Linked DNA regions of Mus musculus: region 2 is linked to region 1. Evidence: chromatin contacts called from public promoter capture Hi-C data. All regions are on one chromosome and are shown on one strand. The core of a region is the stretch at or near the end of the contact, and the rest is flanking DNA. Distances in the headings are between cores, read along the strand shown.

What was found. Promoter capture Hi-C pulls out the DNA fragments that hold promoters and counts their contacts.
Region 2: a promoter capture Hi-C map of liver shows a contact between it and region 1, with 4 times the contacts expected there. The contact joins the promoter of Soat2 here to the promoter of Gpd1 in region 1. A contact is called at or near these places in 3 of 39 promoter capture datasets (liver and pre-B cells).

The regions. Positions count from the first base shown.
Region 1 is chr15:99,715,726-99,720,564 of GRCm38.p6, forward strand. It overlaps Gpd1 (glycerol-3-phosphate dehydrogenase 1 (soluble)), which reads left to right and starts at 1,862. Exons shown (of 8, transcript NM_010271.3): 1 at 1,862-1,923; 2 at 2,427-2,604; 3 at 3,409-3,549; 4 at 4,371-4,509. The coding sequence starts at 1,883. Gm16537 (predicted gene 16537) reads right to left here. Exons shown (of 3, transcript NR_155353.1): 3 at 1-114.
Region 2 is chr15:102,148,625-102,153,463 of GRCm38.p6, forward strand. Soat2 (sterol O-acyltransferase 2) reads left to right here and starts at 1,951. Exons shown (of 15, transcript NM_146064.1): 1 at 1,951-2,088; 2 at 2,482-2,537; 3 at 4,524-4,660. The coding sequence starts at 2,010. It overlaps Igfbp6 (insulin-like growth factor binding protein 6), which reads left to right. Exons shown (of 4, transcript NM_008344.3): 4 at 556-888. The coding sequence ends at 678.

The DNA of each region.
Region 1 (4,839 bases), core at 612-3,111:
TCCACCCCTCGTAATCAGCGCTCCCAGCTGGCGGCCTGGCACCGGAGCCTTCATCTCTGTGCCAGTGTGATAAAGGAGAGGTCTGTGGGAGGCTAGCTCTGCATCAGGCAGAATCTGATAGAAGAAAAACAACTAGCTATTGATTGATTTCAGTGATTCTCCCCATCATTAGAGACTGCCTGGCCGCGAGACCATGATAGGCTGCCTCTGTGTAATCCCCGAGCTGAGAAAAAGACATGCTTCCAATCCTGACCTCCTACCCACTTCTCCTCGCCGCTGGTGGCATTGGTGACACTCCCCTCTAACCTAGTGCTGATTACTGTCCCTGGCCAGGGGCAGCCTGGGGGGGTGGGTGGCAACACTCCATTAGTGGTGTGCCAAGCCAGGAGGTCTGCACATGAGCATACAGTGGCGCCTGCCCTGTGGGTCAAGGTGCAGCACTGGAGGGCGAGAAGCCTGCGCTGCGCTTTCCAGAGTGACTTGGAAACCCGAGTTCCTCCTCTTAGTCAAACAGATGTCTGTGGGTGCCATGGAGCCCAAACTGCTGGATATGGGCCTGCCTTTCTCCCCCTCCCCCAAAGCTACACACCCACACCGGCATCAGAGACCACAGAGCTGCGGAGACATGGCTACCCTTGAGTTTTAGAGGCTGCTGCTGTAACTGGCTTCTCTGGCCCTGTCTAGAGACTGTAACCAGCTGTTTAATTTAAGGGTCCCTGTGGGATAAGCAGAGCCTGAGAGAAGAAATTGAAGGGAGATCAGGCTTATCCAGGAGCATGTGCTGGCCACCACCTTCTGCCCTTCCTGAAGCCTGGAAGGAGTGTGGGTGGGCCACGTGTCACCAGTGGCCTTTGACCTTCCTTCCCTTTAGAGACCTTCAAACGGAGATTATCTGAGGTGAAGGGGCAACCTGTGGGTCCCTGACCTGCAAGTAACCAAGATGACCTTGTTATTTTTAGTTTTCCAAGACAGGGTTTCTTTATGTAACCCCCCCCCCCCCACTATCTGGGAACTCACTCTGTAGACCAGGCTGGCCTCAAACACACAGAGATTCACCTACCTCTGCCTCCTGAACGCCAGGATTAAAGGTGTGCACCACTATGTCCATTTTCTCCCGAGATATTTTAATCCTTGGTCGGGGTGGGGGTATACACCAAAGCAGCCCCTTACTGTGTATGTGGTATTGTAGTATTATTCCCTAGAAGGTGCTCACATCCCTTGATCCTCTCACCCAGAGCCCGTGGTGGAGCTACCATCATGGGACATCATGGGAGTGGAACAGCTGAGGATCTGGGGGAGGCACATGCTAGCTAGCGAGAGCGATGAGGCGTTTGCCTTTGAAAACATCGCTGTTGCTGACGCTAGTGCTTTTTTCTCTCTCTCTCTGAAACAGACTAGCCTCGAACTCATCGAGACCCTCTTGCCTCTGCTTCCCAAGCGCTGGGGTTAAAGACATGCACCACCATGCCGAGCCCTGTCAGTTGCAGTTTATTTCAGTGCTGGAGACTGAAGGCATAGCTGGGGGGGGGGGGTGTGATAGCTGGGGGGGGGTGTGATAGCTGGGGGGGGGGGGGTGTTACTGTTTCTTGACCAGACTCAATACCAATACGTAGGTGGAGAACTAAGCCGAGGCCAAACGAGGGAAGAAGCTGGCCAGCACTGTCAGCTGGGAACTCGAGAGGAAAAGCTGGCCTGGCCTCAGCCTCAGTCCTGTTCTCCACCTGTCTGTCCCCTTTACTACCCTTTCTGCAGGCCAGACTCCTAGTCCCTGGGTGCCAGCCTCTGGGCCACCTCAGGGGCGGAGCTTGGCTGCACCCACGTGTGGTGGAGTTAAATACTCGGAGCCCACACCCGCCGGGGCAGAGAAGCAGCAAGCAGCACCATGGCTGGCAAGAAAGTCTGCATTGTCGGCTCTGGCAACTGGTGAGTGGTTCTGTGAAGGGCAGGGGGGGAGGGAAGGGCTCTCCGAGGGCTGAGGGGCTCCGCGGAGGGAGGCTGGGTGAGCAGGAAGCGGGCAGAGGGTAGGAAATGCCCTCAGGAGCCAGCTGGACTCCTGCTGCCGTCTCCAGTGCTTACGGTACACAGGACAGTCTGTGCCCAGCCTCCCGGCTGTGCCCGCCTGGGCGCTGCACCTGTTCACCACAGGAAGGTGAGCAGAGTGCTGTTGCCTTCCCTGCCTGAGAAGCTGCCTGCGCGGTGTAGGGAAGGCTAGCCCACCTCCCCAGCAGCAAAGACTGGATAGATTGAATCTTCTATTGCCAGTTGTGGGAGACACATTCATCATAGGGGACCAGGGTGGGAGTAGGGGGGCGGAGTGACGTGAGAGTGAGAGGCAGGAGGTAAAAAAAAATCCAACAAGCTTTATGAGTTCCTCCCCCTCCTCCCTGTCACCCTAGTCCACTTTCCTGTGTTTCCTCTCCCGCCAGGGGCTCAGCCATTGCCAAGATCGTGGGTAGCAATGCAGGCCGGCTGGCACACTTTGACCCACGGGTGACCATGTGGGTGTTTGAGGAAGACATCGGGGGCAGAAAGCTAACTGAGATCATCAACACTCAGCACGAGAATGTTAAATACCTGCCAGGGCACAAGCTGCCCCCCAATGTGGTGAGCTCCAACTCGATGTGAGAAGAGAGAGAGAGCGAGGCAAGGAAAGGGTATACTCAGTCAACACGCAAAAGTGACTTCGAGGTGCCTCCTTCCCAGAGGAGGGGAGGAGGCCACTGTAGGCGCCCGCTGGCTTGGTGGAGCAGCAGGCGGGGTGCTCTAGGCCTGGAGTACCCCTCCCCCATTAAGCCCCTATATTACTCTTTTGGAATCTTTCTGGAATCTGAATGTACCACCCCTTAGAGGTGCTAGGTGGAAAAGAGGGGTCTCCATGGCAACCAAAGGCTGGTTCTCAGGCTCCCGGACTCGGGGTCCAACTTCTCCTGCCTGCCCTGAACTCTAACCCTGTTACTCATTCACTGGTTATTAGCAGATCTGAAGGCTGATCATTGGACTTTTGGTCTTTGGTCAAATCCATATGGCATTCTCCTCACCTAGAAAGGGGGGACAGAGAGTCCGCAGGGAGACTGGGGCTCCCACTGCCAAGTTCGGGCCCCTAAGACGCAGCAGTGATGAAATCTTAGTTGGCCTCTTCCCCCTGCCAGGCCTAGGCTGCCTTTGGCAGTCTTCACTGACCCATAGCCAAGGGCTAAACGTGTGGCAGCGTGGAGGCAGGCGTGTTCTAGGAAGCTTCAGTGCCCCAGGAGAGCTGGGGACAGGGAACACAGAAGTTCTGATAGTTCCTGTTAAAGTCTCAAAAACCCTCCCTCCCCTAACACTGGCTTGGAGATCTTCTGCAAGGGGGTCCCCTTGGGACTAGGAGAGGTCTACCAGGCACACGAGAGCTTCTGCTCTCCTTCACAGGTGGCCATCCCAGACGTGGTCCAGGCTGCAACAGGCGCTGACATCCTGGTTTTTGTGGTACCCCATCAGTTCATTGGCAAGATCTGTGACCAGCTCAAGGGCCACTTGAAGGCCAATACTATTGGCATATCTCTTATTAAGGTACCAGAGACGCTTTGGCATGTTTGGGGGTGAGGTGCAGCTAACTTTTGTGGGGTGTGGGGGTAGATAGAAGAGCACATAAAAGAATATACAGAACAAGACCGACAACCCGGATGGAGATGGGAGGGATTGGCTTTGGAGAGAGTAAAGAAAGCAGTTGGGGCTGGGCGTGGTGGCACACACCTTCAATCCCAGCACTTGGGAGGCAGAGGCAGGCTGATTTCTGAGTTCAAGGCCAGCCTGGTCTACAGAGTGAGTTCCAGGACACCCAGGGCTACACAGAGAAACACTGTCTCGAAAAAACAAAAAAACAAAAAAACCAACCCCCCCCCCCAAAAAAAAAGCAAGCAAGCAAGCAAGCAAGCAAGCAAGCAGTTGGGGCTGAAGTATAGCTTAGTGGCAGAGAGTTTGCCTAGCATGCATGAGGTCCCGAGTTCAATCCCTAGCAATCTCCCCAGAAAGGGGAGGGAGGAGGGAGGCAGAAAGAAAGACAGAAAGAGAGAAGGAGAGGGAGAGGGGATGAGGGGGGGTGTCAGCTGCTGGGCTACTTAACAAAGACAAGATAGCTTTGGAGGCAGATGTCTTAGAAAAGAAGTGGGTTGGGGTGTCTAGGGGGTTCCTTGGGGGTATAAGGAGTAGAATGCTTCTAAGAGGTAGGCTGGATAAGCCGTGTGTGGGTGGGAGTTTGCTGAGATGGGTTGGTCACTGCTGTCTGCTATGCTCACAGCAAGTCTGGGCTGGGTAGGATTGGGGCAGAACCTCTGGAAAGGGGCACAGATGGGCCTGAAGGACAGCTTACCTGAGCTCCACCCTCTGCCCAGGGGGTAGACGAGGGCCCCAACGGGCTGAAGCTCATTTCTGAAGTGATTGGGGAGCGCCTTGGCATTCCCATGAGCGTGCTGATGGGGGCCAACATTGCCAGCGAGGTGGCTGAGGAGAAGTTCTGTGAGACGACCATCGGTGAGATTTCTGTACACACCACACAGCCCCAGCTGCTGCCCAAGCCCTTAGCTATCGGTCCCTCCACAGCAGGGAAAGAAGAAAGCCTCAGAGGGGAGGGGAAGGAAGGGGAGGGGAGGGTGGGACATCGGGGATGGGGCTGTGAGTCTTGTTTATGTGAGGGACAGTTGAGTTGTTACTTTGTACCATGCACCTGTTGTCCCAACTTCTCAGGAGACTGAAGCCCAGGAGTTCTGGGCCAGCCTAGGCAACACAGCAAGAGTCCAACAGACCATCTTAAGGATCAAAATAAGAGGTTGTCCCTCCAAGCTTCACCCCTTCTCTACTTTA
Region 2 (4,839 bases), core at 701-3,200, 2.4 Mb after region 1:
GAGGGCTGGAGATTTCCACAGGAGATCTTTCCATGGACTTGAGGAAGCCTGGACCAGGCAGGCTCCTAGAATTCTGAGTGAGTTCAAGTCCAGCCTGGGAAATTTCACGAGCCTCTGTCTCAAAACAAAATGTAAAATGAAAAGAAGTTTATAGCTCGTTGGCAAAGCTCTGCTTAGCAGTACTGTGGGCTCCATCTCTAGCGTGATCTGAAAGAAAAACAAAGGCCAACAATTGCAATGGGAGACTTAAAGTCTCTTCTAGGATAAGGCCTTGTGGTGGCCTCAAATGGGAGCCCTGGGGAATCACCTGGAGGCGTCTGAGCTGGTGCTGGTGGAGCCCCTTCTGCATTTTGTGACTCAGTAGGTCTGGGCTAGCCTGTGAACACAAGTTTCTAACATAAGTGATGTTGGGCTGTTGACAGAAACTGCATTTTGAAAGCTATTGCTCTGGCCTAGCAGAGTGGGCCCTATTCAGTAGGTAAAGCAACTAAGAGCTCTCAGATGCTTTCCTGCTCAAAGCCTGGACCTCACCCTGACCTGCACCTCTCTCCCCAGTGTCGTTCCTCGCAGGGGAATCGCCGTGGCCCCTGCTGGTGTGTGGATCCGATGGGCCAGCCTTTGCCAGTGTCTCCAGATGGTCAAGGAAGCACTCAGTGCTCTGCCAGGAGCAGTGGGTGAAGCCCCGAGGGAGCCTCCAGGACGCCAGCAGGAACAGGGGGCTGTCATTTGAGCTGTATGTGAAGCAATGAATAACTCTGTGCCCCAAGACCCACCTTCACGCCCCACCCCATTGTCCCTGTCACCCTTGGGCCTTTACACAGCTAGTTAGAAAGATTGCTGTTGGCTTGTGTACTAATAAAACAGTATTGGGGGGGTGTCTCTGGCTTACGTCTCTGCGTCTGTCTCATTCAGATCTGGGGCCTCGTGCTCACTGTCTCCCATTGGTCATAGTGTTTCTACCTTCCCTGCAGAGCACAGCCAGCCTCTTCCATTGCCCTTGGAATACAGTAGACTGCCACTGCCACAGGCAGCAAGCCCTTTCTTTATCCTCACCCGGATACCCACCCGGAGCTCCCTTGTGGGACTGACTGAGATCCTGGCCTCAGTCCGAGATCACAGTGATTACAATCTTGCTTCTATCACTGACCTCTGGACTGATGGAGGAGGAGGATTAATAGTTAATCCCCAGCAGGAATTTGCCAAAGTGGAACTCCCAAGGCACTCACCTGCCCTACTGCCTACCAGAAAGAAACAAATGTGCTCAGGCTCTGTATGGTTTATCCAGACTACCTCCAGACTACCTTATTTGTGCTGGCAATCACCTGATGACGTAGGGACATTTTGTCCCATAATTTTTTTTTTTTTTCAGAAGAAGCTTAAAAAGTTTGGTCCACTTTCCTGAAGTTACATAGGTAGGCAAGGCAACCCCTGGCGCTATTTACTGTTGAATAAGTGTGTGTCTGCCCTTTCTGCTTATGTGGTAACCCAAGGTGTAGGGAAGAGCTGACACTGAGGGGCCTCGACCATCACACATGACACAAATAGAGCTCCTGACAAAAATATTGTTGCACACACATGTCACTACAGGCCTCATCCTGTGCCCTCAGAAAAATGACTACAAGGTACACGAAGATGTTTCTGGTCCCTCCCTGACCTTCAGTCTTGGTAGAGAGAGCCAGGAAGAGCCAAGCTATGTGATAAGCCTCGGGGAAGCAAAGTCCCCCTCACAACCTGATGCACAGACTCACTCCCGAAAGTGAAATAGCAATAGCGTGAAGCTGATCATAGTGGTTGTGGTGAGAGAGCTGTGAAAGCCACAGGCAGGGCCAGAGTATGAGAAACACTGCCTGCAGATAACCTATCTAACCCTCAACGGGGCTCCGGAAAGGACTTTAGTCCCTGGAGTTGTCAGATCTCTGAGTGGGACACAAGCTCTGTAGGTAGATTGAGAAAGAAAGAAAGGAAGAAGACAGACAACAGCTGTGTGCTGTCCGCTCTACACTGGCACCATGCAGCCAAAGGTGCCCCAGCTTCGGAGGAGAGAAGGGCTGGGAGAGGAGCAGGAGAAGGGAGCCCGTGGAGGAGAAGGTGAGCCGCCCTCCCATCCCCCACGCTCCAGACACTCAGGCGGGCCTGAGATGGGTGTGTGTAAGAGCTAGCCGCTAAGGCCACTTCCTTTCCTCTGGCTGTTCTGGGAAGCCAGAGAAGGCAGTTTCTGCCCTTTTCCCCCCAGCACGCGGACTGGCAATGGAGAAATGTTCAGAGCGTGGTTTGGCCTTCATTAGGGGTGAATGGAGTACTTCCTTGTTTTGGGTCCCCTGTTTCCAGCAATTGCATCAGGCTCTTTCTCGCCACTGTGTGTGTCACTTCCCTGGCTAGTGGCTCTACCCACGATTCTAAATATTGACTGGGAACGGAGGCTGTGAGCACACAGAACACCTAACTCCTCCCTAGTGAGTCCCCTTTGGTTCTTCCTCCTAGGGAACGCAAGGACACACGGAACCCCAGACTTGGTGCAATGGACTCGACATATGGAGGTGAGGGATCACGGCAGTCATAAAGGACAGGCTGGGGATGTGGCTAAACTTGTAGAGTGCCAATCTACCTGATGCGCAGCACCACATAAAACTGGTGTGATGGCAACTGGTGTGATGGCAACTGGTGTGATGGCATACAGCTGTAATCCTAGCACTTGGGAAGTAGAGACCAGGTGATCCGTAGTTTGAGGTCACCCTTGGCCACACAATAACATCCAAACCAGATTGGGCTACAGAAAACCCTGTCTAAGAAATAAAAAGTAGCCAAGGCAGTTGTGGTACATGCCTTTAATCCTAGCACTTGGGAGACAGAGGCAGGCCTGGTCTACAGAGTGAGTTCCAGGACAGCCAGGGCGACACAGAGAAACCCTGTCTCAACAAACAAACAAACAAACAAACCCCCCCAATCATTATTTATCTAAGATTTATTTATTTATTTATTTATTTATTTATTTATTTATTTAATGTATATGATACACTGTAGCTGTCTTCAGACACACCAGAAGAGGGCATCAGATTCCATTACAGATGGTTGTGAGCCACTGCTGGGAATTGAACTCAGGACCTCTGGAAGAGCAGTCAGTGCTCTTAACCACTGAGCCATCTCTCTAGCCCTATTATTATTATTATTATTATTAGTAGTAGTAGTAGTAGTAGTACTGTGTCTATGTGTGTCTGTCTGTGTGTGTCTGTGCATTCCTCTGTGTGCATCTGTGTATCTCTCTGCGTGTGTGTGTGTGTGTCTGTGTGTATATGTCTGTGTGTGTCTGTATGCGTGTATCTGTCTCTGTGTGTGTCTGTATGTGTGTATCTGTCTGTGTGTGTGTATGTCTGTGTGTATCTGTGTGTCTGTATATGTCTGTGTAATTTTTAGAAGTCAGCTCTCTCCTTCCACTGTGAGTTCATGATCAAAATCAAGTCACAAGGTTTACATAGTAAATTATTTTACCCACTGGAATATCTTAGCAGCCGCAGCTTTTGTATAAATATTCAAAAACCTCACTTAAATTGTCTGGTAACATTGTTTGGATAATGCCAACCTAGATTTCTTTCCCCTATCCACAATTTTTTTTCAATTTTTATTAGATATTTTTTCATTTACATTTCAGATGCTATCCTGAAAGTCCCCTATACCCTCCCCCTGCCCTGCTCCCCCACCCACCCACTCCCACTTCTTGGCCCTGGCGTTCCCCACACACACACACTTAAGATAAATAATCTGTTAGGTTTGCTTACAACTATAAATTAAAAAGAACTGGGCTTGAGCCGGGTGTGGTGGCGCATGCCTTTAATCCCAGCACTTGGGAAGCAGAGGCAGAGGCAGGTGGATTTCTGAGTTCGAGGCCAGCCTGGTCTACAGAGTGAGTTCCAGGACAGCCAGGGCTACACAAAGAAACCCTGTCTTCAAAAACCAAAAACCAAAAAAAAAAAAAAAAAAAAAAAAAGAACTGGGCTAGCTGGGCGGTGGTGACACATGACTTTAAACCCAGGACCTGGGAGGCAGAGGCAGTCGAAAGTCTGTGAGTCTGAGGGCAGGGCTACACGAAGAAAGCCTGTCTCCAAAAACCAAAAAAACAAAAAAACAAACAAAAAAAAAAAAACAAAAAAAAACAGTGGCCTTTGGGCAAGAACCACAGCCAGCTGGTGAGATCTTCCTGCTAGTGAGGTCACAGTTCAGAGGTCAATGATTGAGGACTGGAGGCCACCTGACTAACAGCCTCTCCCCTGCTGTCATTGAGCTGGGCTCAAAATCGCCACTCTCCTGCTCAGCCTCCTGAACAGCTGGACCACAGGTGTTTGCTCCTGCTATGGCTCTTTATTCTCACTGATGCTCTAGGAAGGAGACAGAAGTTGGGGCAGCTCAGGCGCCATGCTTAGCTCCCCAGCACTTAACGTGCAAGGTTCAGAGAGAAGCTCAATAAAGTGTGAAAGAAAGGAACGGCTGACAGGAAGGACAATGGGCTCTTGCCTGGCTTTGTCCCATAGGCTGTGAAGACACAGTTTCTGGAGCAAGCACAGAGAGAGTTGGCAGAGCTGTTGGATCGGGCCCTATGGGAGGCTATGCAAGCTTACCCCAAACAAGACAGACCTCTTCCCTCCGCTGCCCCAGATTCTACAAGCAAGTGAGTGAGGGTCCCAAGACAGTGTTCCTCTAGCTGAATGCAAGGCCCCTTTGCCAGCCTTGACATGACCCTGCCTTCAGCCTCCCTTCTTCTCTCCTGATCACCCTGTCTCTCTAAACACACACAGGCACACACATGCACACACACACATACATGCAATATGTACACACATGTGGAAA